2 separate regions of the Capsicum annuum genome follow, and region 1 is linked to region 2. Evidence: chromatin contacts called from public Hi-C data. All regions are on one chromosome and are shown on one strand. Each heading gives the region's core, a stretch centred on a gene start, on an enhancer-like site or on the middle of the called end of the contact. The rest is flanking DNA. Distances are from core to core; before and after follow the strand shown.

What was found. A called contact is a pair of places that touch in the nucleus more often than the background predicts.
Region 1: a Hi-C map of placenta shows a contact between it and region 2, with 2.4 times the contacts expected there. The contact joins the promoter of LOC107845957 here to the promoter of LOC107845953 in region 2. A contact is called at or near these places in 2 of 5 Hi-C or Micro-C datasets (leaf and placenta).

Annotation. Positions count from the first base shown.
Region 1 is chr10:152,276,754-152,281,941 of UCD10Xv1.1, forward strand. It overlaps LOC107845957 (solute carrier family 40 member 2), which reads right to left and starts at 1,924. Exons shown (of 8, transcript XM_016690471.2): 1 at 1,686-1,924; 2 at 536-686. The coding sequence starts at 1,792.
Region 2 is chr10:152,114,822-152,119,957 of UCD10Xv1.1, forward strand. LOC107845953 (F-box/LRR-repeat protein 3) reads right to left here and starts at 3,808. Exons shown (of 8, transcript XM_016690466.2): 1 at 3,010-3,808; 2 at 587-712. The coding sequence starts at 3,654.

The DNA.
Region 1 (5,188 bases), core at 674-3,173, 160 kb after region 2:
ATGGAAATTATTCCATCTCTCAGCAACTGCTTAACAATATTATGCCTCAATTTCATGTCTTCTCTTACAACTATAAGATTTATTCTTCGCAATAGCAATTGCGGCTTGACAATCACAGTGTATATATATAGGCGGCATCGGATCATTCCTTTTTAAAGGGATATTAGACAACAGATCATCCTTTTTCAAAGGGCTATGAGGCAACAGATCGTCCTTTTTTAAAAGGGATATTTGCTAAGAAATTTCTTAGCCCTGATGGCTTCCAAAGTAAGCCTTCTCAAGTATATCTTTTAATGGCTTCTAGAGTAAGCCTTATCAAGTATATCTCTTAATAGCCTCTAGAGTAAGCCTTCTCAAGTATATCTCTTGATGGCTTCTAGAATACATTTAAAGATATCACTTTTTCAATACACTTTAAATATAAATTATTTTGAAATAACTAAATAATTTTCTACAAAAATTACCAAAGCAATTATTGGTAAAAGTTCTTTATTTAGGATGTGCAGGGGCCTAATAAGAAAGAATGAGAACTAACCTCCACATATGTGAACCTATCCACCCACTGTCCAATGAGAGGACCAAACAATGCTGTAGAAGCAGACTCCACCACCCCATAAGCAGCCGTTAGAAGTAAAGAATCTGACCAAACGTTGATCATGTACAGACCAACAGAGAATTCCCACATCCTACAATTAGGAAAATATTCAGAAAATACTATGTTCCTATGATTGAATTAAACAACGACGATGGTCATATAATAGCATAATGACATGAATCTTACACTATACTCAATTTTATAGTGTTACTCTCTAACTCCCTAATCCGAACACCAAGAAAGTCATTAATGCCGGACTAAATTGCACAATTTTGTTACTGCTTCACACACCCTCCAACATGTTCATGTTATTCTGCATTATTACTAATTCACAGGAAGCGGAAAACCACAATGTCCATTTCAACACTACAATGTGTCGAAATGAATAGGCAGACAAATATAGAGAAGCCTAAAGGTTAATTTTCCAATGTGTTCATCCAGAGAAAGAGTTTTGCTTCAAATTAAATATTAGTTCCGTTGAGTTTACACAAAATGGTCATAGACATGAAGGTTTAAGTGCAAATTTACTCAAATGTGAGGAAATTAAAGTGTACCTGAATTTCTCAATTGTAAGAAGTCATGGTGAAAATTGCTCTAGATGGTCTTTTTGCTAAAAGATCAGTTCAAGAAATTGTTTTCCAATGACAGCACAAAAATAAAACCTAATTAATCTAAATAGCTGCTTACCCAACCGCTTCAACTAAAAATAGCAACTAGATGTATACTGTTATAACTGCGCATAACTAATGTTAATTCATGTATACAGTTTGATAAAGTAAACAATTAATCCAACGGGCTATTTGTGAAAATATTCCTAAATCAACCTTTTTTAAATAGAATTTAGAGCTTAATAACTCCTAATATAACTGGAAATTCATAAAAACAAGAAAAAAGAAAACTTAAAATGCCTAGAAACAACAAAAGAAAGGAGGCAAAGAACACCGAATTTGCATAACAGTGAATAATCTGGAGACATTTGATAATTGAATACTAGCTTTACTGCTCTAGCACACCAAGCACAATTCACAAATCAAAATCTTTGCATTAAAACTGGAAAAATAAATTAAAAATAGACTGCATAAGAGTGAACCTGGCACTCCATCTGGATAGGAAATGACCAAAATATAGATAATTGAGAAGAGCTTTTGGGAATGGCGGCATCTGATTTTCTTGCGAAATCAATAGCTCGTTCAACATGACTACGCTGATTTAGTTTTTTTTTTTCTTCTTAATTCTCTCTTTAATAATTTGAACAACATAATTTTGGGCCAGTCAATACATATTATGGAGTTGATTTTTTATTTAAAAGACAAAAAATATAAGTTGAGGGTTATTGTATTAATTAATTGTGATGCAGGAGGCAAGATCTTCCTTAGTCACGTTAATTTTACGTTATTTTCAAATATTGAGTTAAATTCCACGTTATAATTAAGTGCCACATAAGAAATTAAATATTAAAATAAATTTAATTAAATAAACAACTTTTATAAATGGTAGAAAAATTTCAATAATCATGTTCTTGATGTTTGCTTACAAATTGATCATCAAATTTATTCTAAATAGTTGAAATTACTCTTCAATTAATTTAAATTTTCAACTATAAATTCAAATATACAAACACAATAAATTTTTAATTTTCAATTTTGAGTGTCTTTGACAAATCCACAAAAAGTCATTTATTGTCCTTTAAATTTGAACTTCAAGCTTTTCCAAACTTATTCATGAAGGGATCGTTTGGTAGAGTGTATTGAAAAAACTAAAACATGCATTAATTAATATGTATTGCTAGTACCTTGTTTGATATACTCTATTATGTATTAAGGTGTGTGGTAGTAATACAAATCATTCTCTATGTATTAGTAATACAATAACTCTAAGCACATGCATTAATTTATTAAATGACATTATTACCCCTCAAAATATTTTTCCACTTTCTTTTTCCATCATTATCTCATTCCCCAATTCCTTTCCACCATTTTTAAAAACACTGCCATCTCTCTTGTTGTATGTACTTTTCCATGACCATAGCATATCCCCATTCTTTTCTTCTTTACGACATAGTCTACACCAGGCAGGCAAAATAAAAAAGAAAGAGTTGTCCATTTTTAGATCAGAAGAAAAAAATTTAAAACCAGAAAAAAATGCAGCATCTCCTTCAGGGTACTCTTGGTGCTACTTGTTAATGTTGATTGTATTTTCTTCTATTCCTTGAAAACAGAGTGTACAAGAAAGGGTATTTTGGTAACAACATTTTTTATAAAAATTATGTAAAATATATTTTATCTTTAATACATCAAACCAAACAACTGTATGAAAAATAATGTCTGCATAACTAATACCAACATTCTAATACTTGAATTAATAATGCAAGCATTACTAATACACTTTATTTAACATTATTTTATACACTCTACCAAACGGCTCCTTAGTTCATTAATTTTTGAATTTCCACCATCACTCACTTTCAATTCAAGTTAAAATGTTAATCTTAAAAAAAATTGAAAAATTTGAATTGAGAAAGTGATTTGCACAAAAAAAAAAAAGTAAGTTGAAGGAAATTTGTTTTTTTCGAAGAAGAAAGATAAATTATATATTTTTTTGAGTGCGGTGAAGGTGGGGGCTGAATAAAAAAAAATAGTGGAGTGAAGTGGTGCAGATGGGGTGGGCATGATAAAGAAGAAAGAAAAATAATTGGAGAGAGAATGGGTTTGGGGTGGGGGTGACGGCACAAAAAAGAAGAAAGTAAAAAATTAAAGAGAAGAGGGGGTTGGGGGAGGGGGGTTAGGGAGGAGAGAGGGGTTGTATGGGTTTAAAAAATTGAAAAGAAAAAAGGTTTGGGGGAGAGGAGTTTTTTTTTCTTTTTAATTTTTTTGAAATCATTTTAATTTAAAATGAATGCTCAATTGCTTCCACGTACATGTAGTTACATGTCGTGTTCAACTCAATCACCTTAATGTCACATAAGTTTGGTGAACGATCAGAGGGGTTTAAAATATTAAATTTATTGAGTTGAGAAGTTAAAATGACAAAAAGCTAAGAAGAGATGTTCACTTTATAAATTCAAACAAGTACAAGGGTCCAGTAGACTATTTCACCAATAGAAAACTTACAACTTTCAATAATTTAGATACAAAACTAAAAAAACTGAAATAATTACCACAATAATTTCATGCTAATATAGATGTCTCCAACTGTAAGATCCCATAAGATCCTAGTCCATTTCAATCTTATATTACATGCCAAGAGGGTCCAATTCTTAGAAAATTTAGCTAAGTGTTAGTGACTTAGTCTTATTTTGGAACCTAAACTCCGATGAATTTTATTTCTACCTTTCCGGTCTTAGAATGTCGATTTCCAAGTTGATTCATGATCAGGGTCACCCATAGGTCATCTCAGGTGAGTTTTGAATTTTCCGAACAATGTTTGAGGGATGTTTGGATGATCAAAATAGTAAGCCAATGCAATCAAGTCATATTGCGTTGGTCATCGCGTCGGCACTCGTGACGCGATGAGTCGTCCATCGCATCGGGTTGATCGATGCGGTGCATCATTCGTAGCGTCACTGGACGCATTTTATGTAATTAATTCTGAGTCTAGAGGGGTAGTTAAGTCATTTTTCCCACTTTTATTCAGCCAAAAACACGAAATCAAGGATTAGAAAAGGCAAAATTCACTCATCTTTCACAAATTCTCTCAAGAACAAAAACCTAAGTTCATCAAGTTCAAGCAATCACCAACAACTCTCACGAATTCAATTACTAAGGTATGTTAGGTGTTCATCCTCGGGTCCCTTCCACTCTTGGAGTCTAAGAACCTCTTTTAAATTCAAATTATGAGTTTCACATGATTTATATTAATTTATGTCCATGTATGTGTTGTTATTTGAGTTTCAAGTTAAGAAAATAGGAGTTTCATGTAAAGTAAACTAATGTGTATATTGAGTGGTGTAAATCTCATGTCAAACCCTTGAATTATGAGTTGATTGTTGTAGTCATGATACACTAACATGTTGATGATTCTCGTATACAAGATCATGCCTCCCAAGTGTTTGACAAAATGTCTAAGTGAATGAATTTTGCACTGTGATCTATTTGTTATGCTTTTAAAGTTATGGTATGGTCCTTTTGTCAATGATATCGAGTCCTGGGGGTTATGATACCCAAAATTTAGTTGTTTACTTAGTTTTCAATAGTTACCAAAGGGTCCCAGTCATATCATGAGCAGTAATACTCGGTTAGTTAACATGGTCAGTGTGAGTTCAGTCAAGCTTAGCCCAGTCTAGTGATCAGTGTCACTTCAGTTGGGAATAGGATTCAGCACTGAGCGAACTCAAGGATGGGGGAATTCCGTCCAGGTTAGGGTACGATCCTTAATAGTAGTCCTTGAGTTACAGAACTACGTAGCCAGCGTAGGTTGACGTGTCTTCCTGCCATATTAGGGTTGACATACATATATATATATATATATATATATATATATATATATATATATTATAAGTCTTTCTACCAGATTAGGGTTGACCCAACCAGTGTTAGTAATCTGTGGAAGGGTACTAACACCCTTCCAACTGGGGTTACAGTTGGACCCCAATCA
Region 2 (5,136 bases), core at 2,558-5,057:
AGTTATTAAGGGGAAAAAAAAAAAAAAAAGACAAACATGCAGGGCAACACTTGGGCTGCACAACAGTCCACTTCTTTGGGACATCTGACAATTAGGTAAAATTCTGAGTGCGTAAAATCCGAGTTACCTCGTTCTATAAGTTTCTCAGAGTACTTATAGTGGCATTGGCACAGTGGATATCCAATTATTGACTGGGCAATTGGGAAAAAAGCCATATATTTGTACATCTAAAGAAGTAGTGCTTGAAGCTAGGACAATGACAGTTCTTTGGGCAATTTTTTTTTTTGTTGACCGAGAAATCTATTTGGAGCCAACCTTTAGGACCACAGCCTCCGAAACTCCAAAGTAATGGACTCACACCATGCTTCTCCATTTAAATATTGGACTTATTTAGCTTGACACGGGACTCGAACTTGTGACCTAAGTTACAAGTCCCTAACCTTTGCCAACTGAGCTAATCCCTGGGGGCTTTTGGCAAATTTCACACATCATAATCATCTTTATTTTTTATGTTTCATCTTTTTTCTCAAGGAGAGACAAATATGAGAATCAAAGTCTGTAAAACAGAGTCTTCCAAAGTACATACCTCCAGTGACTTGCAGCCTTGCTCGAGGGATGCAAGGCTGTCATCATCAATTCCATAACAACCTTCTAGAACCAAATCTTCAAGATATTGCAGTTTTGAGATTGATGATAAGCATTCATTAGTGATCTGTGTAATAAGAAGATCAACACATTATTGTATGATCATAAAAGAAAGCCTAGACAAAAACAAAAAAAGGAAGGAAAAAGAGATCGGATGTAATAACAGATAATGGAAACAGACTACATATAACAACTTCATAAAAACAGCCAGTCACTGGAAATTTGGTGCATCTGGAATTAAAGTTCGGAACCAAAGTTGTGGTAAACTGCAGGACCAACAGCTACTACCACGCCTTAATCTCAAGCAAGTTGAGGTTCGCTATATGAATCTTCACTGTCTATGTCCCTCCATCTAAGCTATATCCACGTCTTGGTAAATATATAAGTCGAGAAAGGACTTCGAAAGCACATGAACAAGAACTTCCCATACTAAGTGACAAAAAAAGGAGCATGCCGTGATGGTCACCAGATGTAACTGAGACCTACACATTAGACAAATAACCAAGGTGCAAAAAAGCACGAAGAAATTTTGCTAGGTCTCACACTATCCTTACGAGGTGTGCAGATATCGAGAGAATATGGATAGATGCTCTACAGCATAAAACCTCCAATAACTTTAAAGTCATCCAGGATGAGTATAATAAGAGAACATTCATTTATTCATCTGAAGATACACCGGAATGTAGAGCAGAGGTGTTCATTAGGATTCAATAGCTGAAATCTGCACTAAGTTTTCTTTTCGACAAACTCAAGGCCAAAAGCATGCCAACTGCAAGAGATGTGTAAAGTGCATAAGCAGCCATTTTTCCGGTACTTGTGTATCTCCCAAATAGAAAAAGCACAATGCACGGGATAAACTTAACGAAGACAACCTAAGAATATTAGCAAATGTTCAATAATCTTAAATACATTTTCTATGAAATTTCATCTTCTGTTCAATTTCAAAAAAATCAGCATTGAGCTCAAGCCATTGGTGAGATGTCAGCCCTTGTCTTTTTCCTTTTTATTACGTTGGTTCCCTGGCCAGCTTTGTGGGAATACACTGGGTTTGTTGTTGTTGTTGGTTCCCTGGCCAGCTTCCGCATACCCATCAGGTAATTGCTACCTCCCACCAGCAATCTTACCGGGTAAGTTTGCCTACCAAAGCTTATACAGATGGGAAGGAATCATCTAGATTTGAACCTGAGACATATGCAAACTCATGAAGTCCCCCACCCCCACCCCAAGGATAGAGAATAAAAAATAATTTTGCCCAGAATATCCTCATGAAGTTTCTCTTTTCCATTCTGACGTGAATTTGCCTAAGGTGTCATGTGCACCCCTTATTCAGAAACTTGCAAACCAAAAAGCCTGCCACACCTTATCTTGATCCCTTGTCAGCACACACTCCGACATGGATGTAACAATTCTCATAGACTACATTAAGGATATCAGTAAGAAATTTATATATGACTTAGCATTTTATTTATAATGATGGTTTCATGGCCAGCTCAGTGCACACATTGACTAATCCACTAGGTACCTACTAACTCATTGGTTAACACTCCCAAAGCTGCATAAATTTTGTTCACTATGCTAAATTTATTTTATGACACAAAATACATATTAAGCATTCATAATACATCAGAATTCAAATAAACCGAGTCCAAGACCATTTTGGTAACTATGAAGATAGAGATCTCATTCACTTATACTGGCACAAACAGGGTTTCGTGAAAGAAAAGTCAATCTGATAAGCCATCAATAGGCTAACTAACTTGGCAGAGAATGGCAATGAGAAATCAAATAGCAGTACTCAAGAAGAATCACACATCACGTGTGGCGATTACTGATACACAACATGAACACACATATCTAATTCACCAAGCAAATCATTTAACCTGAAGATTATTATCAACTGAACACCGACCAATTAACTCACATATGGGCTAAACATGCACAAATGAACTGTATTAGACGAATAATTTTACACTGAAAAAACATAAACAGTGTTATAGACTTGAAAAGGAACAGAAGCAGATAGCAACCTCAGGTTCCCTAACAAACTCACAATCCAAAAGAATATACAACACAAAAGAACAACAACATCAACATACCCAGTATAGTTCCACAAAGTGGGGTATGGGGAAAGTAGAGTCTACGCCCACCTTATCCCTACCTCAGAGATAGAGAGGCTATTTCCACTAGACCCTCAGCTCGAGAACCAATAGTCCATAGCAATCACGAAAAATAAGTAACGGAAGTACAAGAAACAAAAAAATAATAACAAAAATAGTAGATAGCAACGTAAGTACAAGAAACAACAATAGCAAATAGTAAAAGAACGGAATATACAAAACTCCAAGGGAAGAAAAGCTCCATTACCGGCAGATAAGAAAGATCCAAACTACGAATCTCCTTACACTTAACAGCAATCAAACCAACACCAAGATCACCAACACCCAAACACCATCTCAAACTAATCAACCTCAACTTTCTACATCCAACAGCAATACACCCAAGTCCAATATCAGTTATAGACTTACACCTCACCAACCACAACCTCTCCAAATTCCTTGCCTCAGCTAATGCAGCAGCACCCACATCCTTCAACTCAGTAGCATTTGACAAATCAATCTCAACCAAATTCCCACAATTCATCACTAAATTAGACAATCCCACATGGGTAAAAAACTTAGACTTTGAAAGATTAATTGACCTCAACATTTCTTTACATAAACTAGCTATAACTGTTAGTGTTCCATCTGTAATTCTTGGACAAAGGGAAAGATCAAGATTGGTAATTTGTGGGTATCTGTTAAGAATCTTTGTTAAGTGTTCTGGCCTAAATGGTTTCAAGGTTTTCCTATGGTAGGATTCAATAGCAAAAAATGATTTACAAACAAGTGAGAATGATTTTTTGTCAAATTGGTTGTCACTAAGATAATCAAGAATTGAAAAGACAATTTCTTCGGATAGAAAATCAAATGGGTTGTAATTGGATTGTGAAATTTGCTTTTGCTTCTTCATTGTTTGCCAAGATTGGACCTTTATGGTTCTTGCAAGCAAATTATGGGTTAGATTTGGATAAAAAGAAATTTTTAAGTGGAAATTTTTAGAGGAAGATTGGGAGGTGGAGATGTAATATTGTAGTGTTCATGTGAATTTGATGATATAAAGAAGTCTGGGAAAATTAAGAAGCAACAGCTAATAGAGAACAAACGGAGTGAGGAAGAAGATGAGAAGAATATTTTAATTACTTTATTGTCCTTCATAATTTTTACATTTTCTTGAAAGACACAACCACCCAATTTTTTCATTTTTTATTTTTGCTTGAAAGACCTATGTACCTCTTAGTTTGTTTGGAGAATTCATCCATAATATGGAGTTACTCTCTCTATCCCATTTTGATAAATAATTAGTGATAGTTTATATATAAATTTTATATATCTAATAGTTATGATATAAATATTTGATATATATTTTTCACCATATATTATGTAATTAAACAAATATTTACTATTAGATTATGTGTGTTGCAACACTATAATCAAATGTATTGTTTTTCAAACAATCCAAACTTGTTGGTAATAATATTTCTCACTTGCATTCAATTTTCTGTGGCTAAATCAGAAGAAAAAGATTTTATTCAGACACTTAAATTAAATCATGTTTAAATATTGTAATTAAACATTTCAAAATTTTTTAAGACAGTATTTTAATTAGACACTAATAATAATATGATTTTTCTAACATTTGGTTGGCTAAAAATGCTTAAAAAGAGAACAGGAAAGTAGTGGATATTAGTATTAGTCAGAATATAGAAAAGGGTAGAAGGGTAAAAAGAGGTAGGAGCCAATGCCGTACGGGGAAAGGACAGGAAAAAGGATGGGAGGATTGACGAAGGCATATTAGGTATGTCATTTTCTTCTTCATTATTTGGGTCCCATAAAAGGGCACTAATTTCATTCGGTGGAGGAAATATGTGAGGAAGGACATATTCAAGTGCAAGACGGACGGTACGATCTTTCTTTTCTCATTTTTATGTCCCACACAATAACCAAAAACATAACCTTTCATCTTCACAAAGGGCTTATTATTTTATTCCACTTTATGACAAAATACTTTATTAGATCCCCGTATTATGTTAGTTTTGTAAAATTAGATACTTCTACTTATATATTTCTCATCTGGATCTCTGAACTCACAAAAAAATTATATTTTAAATACTTTTTTGGAAAGTGTAACACACTCTTCCATGTCAGTTGCCACATCAGATGCCACATGTGTTATGTCATCTGTCATGCATGCCACGTCATCTACCATGTCATTTAAAAAAAAAGTATTACATTAAATTTCAAGTCATTTTTAAAATACTACATAACAAATTAAATATTAAAATTAATTTAATTAAATAAGAAAAAATTATAAATTATAGAAAAATTTGAATAATCATGCTTTTAAAATTTGATAAATTTGAATAATGATTTAAAAAAAAAATATTACATTAAA